2 separate regions of the Mus musculus genome follow, and region 2 is linked to region 1. A link is a contact called in public Hi-C data. All regions are on one chromosome and are shown on one strand. Each heading gives the region's core, a stretch centred on a gene start, on an enhancer-like site or on the middle of the called end of the contact. The rest is flanking DNA. Distances are from core to core; before and after follow the strand shown.

Region 1 (6,373 bases), core at 1,483-3,982:
TGCAGAAGACTGGGAACCAAGGAACAAACATACACCTTGAAGATTATTTACCCTGTTCATGTGGTTGTTGGGAATTGAAGTTTTAGGACCTCTGCTCCCTCCGGTCAACCCTGCTAGCTCAGTCCCTGCTCGCTTCAGCCCAAAGATTTATTTATTATGCATAAATACTCTGGCGCTGTCTTCAGACGCACCAGAAGAGGACATCAGATCTCATTATGGATAGTTGTGAGCCACCATGTGGTTTCTGGGATTTGAACTCAGGACCTTCAGAAGAGCAGTCAGTGCTCTTACTGGCAGAGCCATCTCTCCAGCCCAAGTTTACTGTTTCTTGATTCCTTTTCTTTTCCTACCCTCCTCTTCTCTCTTCCTCTTTCTTTTAAGAGAAAGTCCATCTAAGTATTCCAGGGTAGGCCTAAATGTGTGATCCTCCTGCCTCTTAACTACCAAGTGGTACCTATAGGTGTGTACCCCTACCTGCAATCAAACCTTCAGAGCATGGCTTTCTCATTCTTATCACCAGGGCTGCATCTTTCTCCCTTCCCTTCCCTTCCCTTCCCTTCCCTTCCCTTCCCTTCCCTTCCCTTCCCTTCCCTTCCCTTCCCTTCCCTTCCCTTCCTTTCCCTTCCCCTCTCTCCCTTCCCTTCCCCTTTCCCTCTCTCCCTTCCCCTCCCCTCCCTTCCCCCCTCCCCTTCCCTTCCCTTCCCTTCCTTTCCCTTCCCTGGCAGGCCTTGCTGGATAGCCCTGGCTATTTGTAGCCCAGGCTGACCTTGAACTTCTGCCATTGTCTCCTGAGTGCTGGAGTTACAGACAAGAGCCACCATGCCTAGCTCCCAAGCCTATTTCCCACCGGAACCCTTTCTCTCCCTTCTTCGAGCCTGACTTCACCCTACATCCATCAAGAAAACCCACTCAGTTAATCCTTTCACCGGGCAGCCTCTTGTTCCCCTTGGTTCTCCTGTTCTTTGTGCTGAGAGTCTTTTGTACTTGTTCCAAGTACAAAAGCCTGTGACTGCGTAACTTTCCTCTGCTGTGAAATGTGCCTTCCTCTGCTGGATTAGAAGCCAGTCACTCCCAGATTCTTCCCACCCAAGTCCTTCTTTCTCCCAGCTGAAGTGCTTTCTGGCTACTTAGCCATGAGTTAGGGACTTTGCCACAAATGCAAAGAAGCCTGTTGTCCTGCCTCCATCAGCCTTAATTATAAGGCAGTTGGAGTGAGTTTGAACACTTTGAATCTCTGTAACTCTCTTCCAATATTTTGCACCGAGGAGACCATCAAAAAGAAGACATTTTCGTCCCTGCTTGGCTCCATAATTGTGGATACTTGTGATTCACAGTTGCTGGCAGGGGAGTGTCTGTAAACAATGGCTTAATTCTGAAACTGAGTTCAAATCCTCTGAGAGACTCGTGGATGATACACAGAGATAGCTCGAGGCTTGGCTGTCTCCTCTGGGCTGATGTGGACACATGTGAGGGGGAATTTACATACAGTACTGTGGTCCAGACCCCAGCCAAGAAAGCAGTACCTGAGGGGGATGGGTTACATCTTCAGACAGTCTGGAGCAGACCAGCATGTGTTATATTTAAGGTGGTGGTATTCTGTTGTGTGCTAGGTCCAGCTCTCTGAGCTTTGAGTAAGCGCCAGACGGAAAGTCTTTGTGTCTGCCTTCTGTTAACAAGAATATGTACTTTCTAAAACCTGGGACCATCCATTTTCCAAGTACAGTGGTCTACTGCCTGTTAGAATAAACTCGAACCTGAACGTTTGTCGGTTTGTTGCCCTAGCAGGGCAATGGCTTTCCATGAGAGAGTGTTCTCTGTGTCATCTGTACATTTTCCAATTAGTTTACACAGTCAAGTGTCGGATCTATTCCTTCGCTCCTACAAACTCTACATGAGCCGCAGCCATTCTTACCAGGTCCACTCCCCACACCAGCCAGGTCATTTCTTCCTCAGGCTCTCTGTGCTAACATCTGAAAGCAATAAAAATACTTGTCCCGTTACAATGGCATGTCACCAGAGACACAGAGGACATTGAAAAGTAAACAGAAACCCTGGGGAGATTTCAAACACAAGCCAGCTTTGTAATCAATTAGCCCTGGCCCTTGAGCAAACCCATTTTGTCTTAGGCAAGTAGGGGCAGCTTATCCTTCCGTCTGAAGCCCAGTCTTGTTATCTGATTTCATGCATAGTGTAGCACTTTATAAATATGTGACCCCCATGGACATAAAGAGCTCAGCATACCAGGGTCAAGGCCTGCTGCTTGAGCCTGGCCCTACCTGTTTTGTGTTACGGTTTCTTGTAAGAGCCATCTCCTGAACACAGTACACATGTGCTGATTGATGCTGCTATTCATGGGTTCCTTGAAGCTAAAGAGACTCTTGCATCTTGAAAACTATCCCGATCTGCATTGGTCCAGCATGTAGTAATGTTGAAATGTATTTTTGTTCCAGGACTGTTTGTCAACACGTTACCATTTACATAGTACGGCCCATTCGAGAGCTGGATTTTTGGCAATATTTTAAGAGCCCTAGATTAGGTGCTAATTCATCCTCTAACGAACAGCATATGCTTGCATTAATGGAGCTCTTCTGCGTCCAGCAGGCTCCACTGTTAGACTCAACTTCCCTTCCAAACGAAGTTTCAGCGCTTAGCTGGCTCCTTAGTATATCCTCAGAACAGTGGGATGCAGCCGTATTTCCTTCCCTTAATTATGCAAGCTTGTCTTTATGCAAATTGGCACACTGGGTGACTTCCTGGTGCAGAGCCATGTGCTGTACCCACCACCTCCAGCATCCGAAGTCAGAGAATGAGTTGGCTGTTACTCCTTGGCTTTCTCTTCCCTTCCCTGTACCCATCTCAGCGTTCTTCTTCATCCTGCCCCTCCCCCTGCCAGATCCTGCCCATCCAGAGCACGCACTGATTTTCTCTCTGGAATTTAAGACGCCCAGGGTTGCTGGTTGCACAGGCTCCTTGGAGCCTTCGCATGAGTCTCCAGATTGGGTCCCCTCTGCTCCCTCCCTCCCCCACCTGCTTTCTCATCCAGGCTTTCCAGTCCTGCCTCTCCTCAGGCAACTGGGCCTTCTAGTAGAATATGGCAAGAACAGCCCAGTGTTAGTCATCCTCTGCTGTGTCCTCACTGTTGCCTGGGGCTTCCGTCATTGCCTCTTTTTACACAGCAAGGCTGGCATATTACTCATTGTACCTTCTCAGCGACTGGAATCTTGTTCTCAGTGATCAGATGGGTCAGTTAGATGTAAAAAAGCTGTCACTTGGACCACACCTGTTATCGGGGCTTCATCCTCATCGTACTTTTCCGTCGCTGAACATTTTAACAATCAGATTTTTTTTCTTTCTACTATTGACATTTTAAAGGACTATATGCCAGCGGTATAGATTTTTTGGAAGATGTATAAGAATAAAAAATATATAAGGATAAAGTCTTAGAGCTGCCTTTTTTGGAAACATTCTACTTGTATTTTAGTATTTCCTTATTGACTTTCAGCCTAAATAAAATGCATGTAACATAACATAACATAACATAACATAACATAACATAACATAACATAACATAACATAACATAACATAACTCTTAAGTAAAATATACAGACTATATATTCATTACGTATACAGATGTGTGGAATTAAATGTGTGTGTGTTTAACTACCATCTTAGTTATCTTTTTATTGCTGTAACGAAACATCATGACCAAAGGCAACTTAACAAAGAACATGTTTAATTTGGGCTCATGGTTGTGGAGGGCTGAATCCATGAGCATCACCACAGGGAGCACGGCAGCAGGAAGGGATGGTGGTGGAGCAGTAGCTGAGAGCTCACATCCAATCCACAAACAGAAGAAAGCTGAGAGAGTTAACTGGGAATGGTGTGGATTTGAAAACCTCAAAGCCTGTTGCCAGAGACACATCTCCTCCAACAAGGCCATACCTCCTAATCCTTCTCAAAGAGTTCTTCTAACTAGGGACCAAGTATTCAATCCTACAGGGGCCATTCTCATTCATACAAGTTATATGGGAGATAGATGCTAAAGTCATCAAGTAAGAGCAGTGAATATTATCTTAATTACTCTTGAAAAATTTGCTGCAATCATTTGTTGCTAGCTGTAAATTATTTTGCATTGATAAATTATTTAATGACTGTTTATGCAATAATGTGGCTATGAATTTAAAATATACATTTAATTTTAATGTTTATGGGGCTATAATTTCATATATAGAGAGATATATTTATATAAAATATACTTTGATCATGTCCCCGTGTTATCCACGTGTCTCTCCATCCTCATCCCACCAACCCCTGCTTTGGAAATCCTGCTCCTATCTTCTGTTTCTATGGCCATCAGCTTGGATGGGAGGTTATTTACCTGAACAAATGCAATGTACCAGTGCCGACACCACTTCCCTTCTCCCCTCAAGGGTTCACTTGTCCTTATGGTCTTCAGGAAGAGGTGGAGGCCCTTCCACCCATGCTGGACTGTTGCTGGCCCAGCCTTATGCAAGTCTCTTGTAAGCAACCATTGCCGTTATGAGATCATGGCTGCAACATCCACTCATGTGCAGAAGTCAGCAGTTCACAGCATTCTTCCCCAGCCTTTGGCTCTTTCTTCCTTCCCTTTTCTAAAATAAAAGATAAAAAAAAAATATGAGTCTTAGACTGAAGAGTGGTGGCACAAACTTTTAATCCCAGCACTTAGGAGTCAGAGGTAGGTGGATCACTGTGAGTTCAAGATGACATAGTGAGATAAGTCTCTCTCACACACACACACACACACACACACACACACACACACACATGCACGCACACGCACACACACACATACACATATATGTGTGTGCGTGTGTGTGGTGTGTAAGTTTTTGTAGGTTTTTGCATATATATGTGTATGTATGTCTGTGTGCATGTTTATGTATGTATATATGTGTATGTATATGTGTATATGTGCATGTACATTTATGTGTATGTGTATGGATATAGGTATATGATTCTTTTATTTTAAAGATTTATTTATTTATTTCATGTATGAGTATATGTATAGCTGTCTTCAGACACACCAGAAGAGGGCGTCAGATCCCACTACAGATGCTTGTGAGCCACCATGTGGTTGCTGGGAATTGAACTCAGGACTTCTGGAAGAGCAGTCAGTGCTCTTAACCTCTGAGCCATCTCTCCAGCCCCAGGTATATGATTCTTATACAATAGTTTCATAAGGTAGTTGGCATTATTTTTGTTTTACAGATGATTAATGGAGTGTTCAGTATTAATCCTTGACTAGGTGTGACTTTTTTTTTTTTCTGAGACAGGGTTTCTTTATGTAACCCTGGGTGTTCTGTAACTTACTCTAGTCCAGGCTGGCCTCGAACTCAGAGATCCGACTGCCTCTGCCTCCCAAGTGCTGGGGTTAAAGGTGTGTGCCATCACTGCCTGGCCTGTCACTGACTTCTTTATGATCTCCAATGGTCTGAGCCCACATGGCCTCTCTTTGGTTTATCTCCTATCTGGACATCAAAGAATGGGATTCCTCCAGAAAGAGGAATGTAGGGACAAAGAGATAACATACATGAAGCCTTGCCTCACTAAGTATTAACCTCCGTGCTTTTCCTCAAATGTTCATAAGACTAAAGAATCCCGGGCCTTCAGACTATGAGATCCACAGGGAAGAAATCCATTAAGAACCAAGAAGTTGTTCTTTCTTTTGTGCTTGCTATTGGTTTCTTTAAAGACCAGGTATGACTCATTATCCTCTTGTCTTCTAAATCTTTCAGCTTTGTAGAACTATCCTACGATATTTTACTGTGTGGGGTGATTATCTGTTTTCTTGTTTTTTTTTAGGTAGGGTCTTACCACCTATCCCTTTGCTAGTGTGAAACTAGCTATGTAGCCCAGGGTGGTCTCAAACTCAGAATCCTCCTGTCTCTATTTCCCCAAAGCTGGTTGTAGCACCATGGCCAGCAGATGTTGGCTTCTGAGAGAAGAGGTACTGGTTAGTGACTTCCTTGGGATCAGCTCAGGAGACCATTGATATTTAACTTAGGAAGGCTATTCTGGTGTTGCCTCATTCTCACAGGACGTTAAAGTTGAGTCGACCTTGACCTTCAGGCCTTTATTCGTTATTTATAGAGAATAGTGTGCATCACCTTAGGACTGGATCTAAGTAATTTGAGACCTTTTACAGTGAAACCCGTGAGCATGGGGCTCATACCGAGTGGAAGTGAGCTAAGTTCCTTCCCATTGTTTAGAAACAGTAGCAACAGATTTAAAAATTGCCCTCTACCATTGGAGTCTCAACTTCGCTCCTGGAAACTTAACACTCTCCTCTTCCTCACTGAGATCTGTGAGAAATGTGGGGGATGGGCCTTC
Region 2 (6,097 bases), core at 1,393-3,892, 110 kb before region 1:
TGTGATAGCAACCATCGTAAGGCCTGTGTTTAAACAGCATTCTTTGTTTAACTGCCTCTGTCTTGTTGGAGGGGGAATCCTCTTTGCTTATTTTACGCTTTTCTTGCATGACCACAGCCCCGGGCCTTCCAGAAAAAAGGAAACTTCTGTTCCCAAGAATCTGTTCAGAGATGGCCCTGCTCCCTGGAGTCCCCTCTGCCTTGCCTCCCTTCCCCTCACATGTTCCCTGATCCCTCCTGGAGCTGAAATTCTGTGAAAAGCTCTTTGATTAACATAAACCATTAATCCACTGCCCCCATTAAGTAATGCAGGCGTGGTGGAGGGGGCAGCCTTGAGTTAAGATGGGAAGCTGCAGAGAGAAAGTGGTTCCCTGCAGATAACCTGAGTACTCAGAGCCTGGACATCCAGGCTATGAGAGCCAGAGCTGCAGAGCTGACCAGGGAATCTTCGAAGCATCATTGATTGATTTGAAAGACACCAATGAGGCAGGGCCAGAACAGAACTCGCTTCTGTTTCTCATCCCTGGGAAACAAATCTGTGTTTCAAAAACCTAAGGAGTATCTATTTTTTTTTCCATGCAGGCTCATTTCTCTCTCCTATTTGCACCATGGTTGTTTTCTTTTTGAAAAAAACATGTTTGAGGCCCAGAGCAGACCTTTTGGTTGAATGTGGCATGCAACAAAATTGCTGCAAAAGTAAGATATGAATCCCTATCTTCCCATTCAAAACAAACAAACAAACAAACAAACAAGCAAACAAACCATACAAATCAAAGGCATTGCTTTCTCTACTCTGGCCTGCTGTGGTAGTGATCTTACTGGATAGTCTTTACTCTCAAATTGTCTCTGCTCCCTGATTTAGCTACAAGTACATTCCAAACTGCAAGACACAGTCATTCAGAATTTTATCTGGACACTGGGTTGGGCCAGCATGGGATGACCCAACAGAACCCTTCTTTATAAGACCATCTGTCCCCTTCAGAAAAACCATTTCTGTCAACTACCCCAAGCTTCCCAGGTGGCCCAAGAGGGATCTCTTCTATAACCTCCTGGACAATCAGTGGTCACAAGCCTTCTTGGTTGCCGTCTTGCCCACTCCCCACACATTTCCCTCAGCCTCTTCACTGTGTGTAACCTTTCCTTTCCACGACAGGGTTCTTGTTGCTTCTCAAATACATGCTGTGGCTTGTTCAGGTATAATTAGAGGTTAAGATCCAACCATGAGATTCGACAGAAGCCCCAGTTATGAGTGTCATGGGCCTTGACACCAGGGTAGACATCTGCTATCCCGTGTCATTCACATACAGGACAAGGAAATTGAAAGCTGTTTCAGAAGTGACACAGCTCCATCTGTACCTGCATTTTGAACTCCTTTTCTAACTAAAATCCCCACCGTTACTCTTCAGAATCAGCCCAGGACGCTCCCACGTTTTATTATCTCTGACTCCTCTCAATGGGAAAGAAATTAAAACAAATAGTAGCACCAGCTAACCAGCTGCTCTGAGCTGTGGCTTCCGTGAGACGCTCTGCCCTATGTATTGGGTCGTAAGCCTCACATTCAGTCCTACTTCCCGACTCATCTCATACTAGTACTCGCCCATGACCCAAGAGCAATGGGTCCTTAAGCAGGCAGAGATCTTTCTAAGGAGAAGGACTTGATCTCAGCCAAAAGGCCAAGAATCGAGTCACTGGGCATACTGGTCCTCAGTTTCTCCATCTATAGAGAAAAAGAATGGTTCTATTTTATTCTCCAAGAGAATAAGCAAGTCTCTAAGGAGGGTGGGAGTTGGCTTGGGAAGACTCATACAATAGGTTAGAGCACTTGTCCTGTTGCCTATGCCCACCCCCTGGTTTTAAGTGCTTCTCAGTTCAGAGCCATTGTTATCTACCCAGGGAATGTACCGCCCCAGAAGACACACTGCAGTTAAAAGACAGACACTTGGAAGTAGACCACACATGGCTGTATCCTAGAGTCCCCTATCCATCTACTTCACTATTTTCTCGAAATGCTGCCTTAAATGGATCTAGTGCTTCTCAATGGTTACACATAAATTGGTAGATGGGCCCTCATCTGCAAATCTCATCCAATCAGAGCTCAAGTTTGCACCAAAAGTTCACTCAATTTCAGAATATCTTAAGAGATCAATGGGGAGGAAGGGGTGTGACAACCAAGGGGGAGTCCAGTGTTCCATTGATAACGTTCCAGCAATGAGATTAGCATACCTGGGAGACATTCTAAACTCTAGGATTGTTTCCAGAGCATTCCGTGGGAACACTCTCTGCCAACCACAATAGAATATGATATTCTCCAATTTGTGTCTACCTTCTATCAAAAAGGCTTTTCCCTAGTTCTTCCTCAGGATGCCTTACGTGTTCATGTACAAAAGGCTCTGAAACCAGGATGCCTAGATTTGACCTTCACCTGGAACTGTAGACAATTACCATATTGTTTGGGGCCTAGTGGCTCTATATCAGGTTTCCCTTAAATCCCATATTGTGCCAAACATAGTTACCAACTACTCCTACCCCTCACCCCCTCACCCCCAAAATAGGCATGCTGAGACAACAAACACACATCTACACAGTGGAGTGCCCTGAAGTAACCGATGTGTTTCTTCACGTTTGCATTCTGCTGAGCGAAGTGTCTATTTTAGGTGAAATTTCTCTTGTCATCTGACCAAAGGAAGTTGTCAGGATCTCTTAGCCATAGTGCATGCCCTTTCCCTGTTTCAGGAAGCTGGCAGCTCTCCACGTCCTGTTCTGTCGCTTTCACTCTTGACTGTCCCATTCCCCTGTCAACAGTCTCTCACCAACCACACACAAACCATCGATCGATCGCCAGGGCTTCCCTATACTTTTCTCAACACCCAGATGCAGTTTAATAAGCCCAGCATTTCGAGCCACGGGGTACACAGTCTGTGTGTCTGTTAGCTCACTGATTAAACCGGTGGAGCTGGGTAGAGGAGAGAGTTGGGTAGAGTACATCTGTTCTTCTTTCACATGCTTTTTGGGTTAATATCATCTAAGGCTTGGCCTCCAGTGTGCTAGGTGTTGAGACTCTGGGCTGTATACAGATATTTAACCCTTTGTAGTGTTTCTTTGAGAACACAGAGCAGGGAGTCACAGACAAGACAGTCGTATATCTTGTATTAGGTCTCTATCAATGTCTTATTTTTCCAAGTGTTAAGCAAGTTATAATCTACAACAAACAGGTAGTACAAGAACTATGCATGACTGGGGGTTACCTGAAAGAGAATGAACTGCTTCTAGGGTGTATTAAACAGTACTTGAAAACACACACACACACACACACACACACACACACACACACACACACATACATTCATGTCTATGTTTCTTTAAATGGTCTCAACAGGAAATTGCACTAAGATATTGATCAAAGAAGAGACAGCAGCAAAGAGAGCAGGTGCCTCTCTGGAGAAGTTTGTTTCTCCAGAGCTGTTCTTTATGGGGAGCTAGGCAGTAAGTGTGTCCTCTCTGGGCATGCTAGAAGCTCTCTTTTCAGGGCCTCAGCATGCCAGAGACCAGCCTCTAAGCCAACCCTCCTGGGGGTGTTTCCTTTCTGATGGTAGAGATTTGTGACCCCGTCACACTGTCTTGCAGACTTTTTCCTTCTCTTGCCTCTGCGATAAGTCACCCAGAAAACAGGTTCTGACACCAGGAGGCCAGGGAGTTTACAGGTTCTAGTTTGAAATGGGCTGCAGGGTTGTTGCCAAGTGTTTTGAAGCTGCAAAGGATCTTTGGGGTTCTGGATCCTCCAAGGAAGCAAGACACAGAGAGAGGGTATATAGTCTCTGGCACTCCTTGTCTGTGTAAATACCTACACAGAACTGAAGGCCAGGTGCTTAAACTACAACCATTGCCCATCCTTGGCCTGTCCTACCATATTTGCATGGCCCCTAGAGCTAAGAAAATCGAGAACTAAGAAGAGACAACAGCTTTCAGGCTTTGGTTCAAACTCAGAGAAGCTTTTACACCAAGCCAAATACCTTCCCTGACACCAAGGAGATCCTGTCCCTGAGCAGCGCCCTGGTGCTCTGAGGACTGACCATCCAGACCAGAAGGGATGGTGTCATCTAAAGCCAGCCATGGCTGGGAACAGGCTCAACCACAATCTTAGAGCCAGTGGCTTACGTTTCAGAAATTTTTGAAAGGCAGTCAAGAAATGTAGCCGTCATTGCAATTAAATCAGCTATATTTTAAAGCAATATGTATTCAAAACTCATCACTTCCTACTTATTTTCTACATTTTTTTATTAGTCATGCCCTTGAGGAAAGTATGATATGCCTATTACATCTCTATTTTGGAAGTACTGTAATAATGGTGTCCCAATGACAGGGTCAGTGACATTATGCTGAGCTCATCCACAGCTGTAACAATTACAGCATGGAAAGTGACAAATACTCCAGGTCAGACTCCTCCTACCCCTATAGCACCCCAGGTATTGGTAAACATTCGCCAATGTACCACTCTCTGAAGCCATGAAGACTGTCTAACTTCCCATAACTCAGCAGTAGCATGCTTCCGTAGCATACACAGGGTCCTGGGTTTGTTGGGGAAGGAGGTGGGGCCTCCCAACGTACTGATCCAGGCCAGGTGGAGTTGAATGTCCCCTTGGGCTTGTGAGTCAGCATGACATTACTCATAAGTCCATGGGAAGGAAAGATTTAGCATGCGCTCATGTCAATACTCAAAGGCTTCTCTCCACATTCCTAATTGGTTCAGACTAAGACCAGCCATCCAGAGAACCCATTGGCCTCTGGGTGTTGTTCCTTCAGGGAGAATTGCAGTAAGTTAGCTATTTCACGCACTTTCCCAAATGTGGTTTTATAGTCTCTGCCTGACCCTGGAATACATTGAACAGACCATGTGCTCCTGATCAGGGTCTAGCTGAAGGAAAGCCCTAGAAGAGGTCCGCTTCCACCTCGGACTATAACCCCACCCGGCTTTTGGCAACTCGGTCCTGTCCTTGGTTTGGGTATATGGGTGTTAGGCGTTGTATTCTTTCTCTTTTCTATATTTAGTGCTCTGTCTGCTGTCCCACTGTGTGGTCCAGTCCCCCTGTTGTAGTGTATATCTGTGCTGCATGTGTGACCCTCAGTAACTCCCATGTCAGCTTTCTGGAGTCTCCATCAAGTTCTGCTGACCCTGCTGTGAACTCATCTTTCTGGTATGCTCCTTTGTGTCTCATTTCTGATTGCCAAAATGTTGGGCCAAGTGCATCTTCACTAAAAGTCCCGAGACGGCCATGTGTATCCTTGTGACAGGGCATGCTCTGTGTGGGATGGCTCGTGTGCAGCGTAGATCTATCACATGTGGAAGTGTGTATACATTTATATGCCAGATAACTATCATTCATGTAACAGCTGCAAAGGTATTTAATGTACATCAGATTAATAAAAGAGCATTTTTTGCTCCATTATATTCAAATAAAGATGGCCGTGTGACTGACAGTCTCTTCTAAATAACTCGAAAAGCACAAACACATTTTTGCTGAGGGTGGGGGATGGGGAGTGGGGGGTAACAAGCCTGTTGTTCAAGAGACTGAAGAGAGAGAATTGAGAGTTTGAGGCCAGCCTAGGCCACACAGAAAGACCCTATCCCAGGTAGAGAGAGGGAGCAAGACAAATGAACAAATTCAAAAGCCCACTTTTATGTCCTAGGTTCCAGAGAAAGCCGGTTCCTCTGGTACAGGCCAGTCTTAGTTGCTTTTGTGGGCTGGGTCTGTGGTCCTGGTCTGTTGATTTCCCAGGAATACCTTCCAATGGTTACCTAGAGCCTCTATGAAGAAAATGTTTGTATTGGGGCTGCTTGCTGGTGAACCAGATGCTTGTGTTATTTTGCCCTAAAGCAAGAACATTTAACAGATTTCTATCTCACAATCACCTCTAATTAATTGATAATGACTGGAACATTCATTTGAGAACAATGGGGGGGGGAGGCTATATTTGATGGTGTTCAGATTAGAGGCAGAAACAGGAGACTACAAAGACACATATTTGCTATTCCCCAAAGAAGACTTTTGACTGGTTTTAACAGAACACCCCAGTACCCCCTGCTCTTCTTTAATACAGGA

The links. Hi-C and Micro-C count contacts between places; a contact is called where the count stands out from the background.
Region 2: a Hi-C map of granulocyte-monocyte progenitors shows a contact between it and region 1, with 2.4 times the contacts expected there. The contact joins two enhancer-like sites. A contact is called at or near these places in 6 of 484 Hi-C or Micro-C datasets (bone marrow-derived macrophages, granulocyte-monocyte progenitors, liver and 3 more) and 5 of 115 datasets of contacts at active chromatin or transcription factors (CD8 T cells, bone marrow-derived macrophages, embryonic stem cells and 2 more).

Annotation. Positions count from the first base shown.
Region 1 is chr13:95,846,295-95,852,667 of GRCm38.p6, reverse strand. All of the region lies in intron 1 of Iqgap2 (IQ motif containing GTPase activating protein 2), which reads left to right. Among named protein-coding and RNA genes, the nearest start is that of Iqgap2, 42 kb to the left of the region's middle. Within about 2 kb of position 2,732, at least 54 of the 459 cell types and tissues checked have an H3K27ac peak or open chromatin away from gene starts, as enhancers often do. A contact at or near this core is called in bone marrow-derived macrophages, granulocyte-monocyte progenitors and liver, where this site is marked.
Region 2 is chr13:95,953,971-95,960,067 of GRCm38.p6, reverse strand. Sv2c (synaptic vesicle glycoprotein 2c) reads left to right here. Exons shown (of 13, transcript NM_029210.1): 13 at 1-625. Among named protein-coding and RNA genes, the nearest start is that of Gm24032, 60 kb to the right of the region's middle. Within about 2 kb of position 2,642, at least 52 of the 459 cell types and tissues checked have an H3K27ac peak or open chromatin away from gene starts, as enhancers often do. A contact at or near this core is called in bone marrow-derived macrophages, granulocyte-monocyte progenitors and liver, where this site is marked.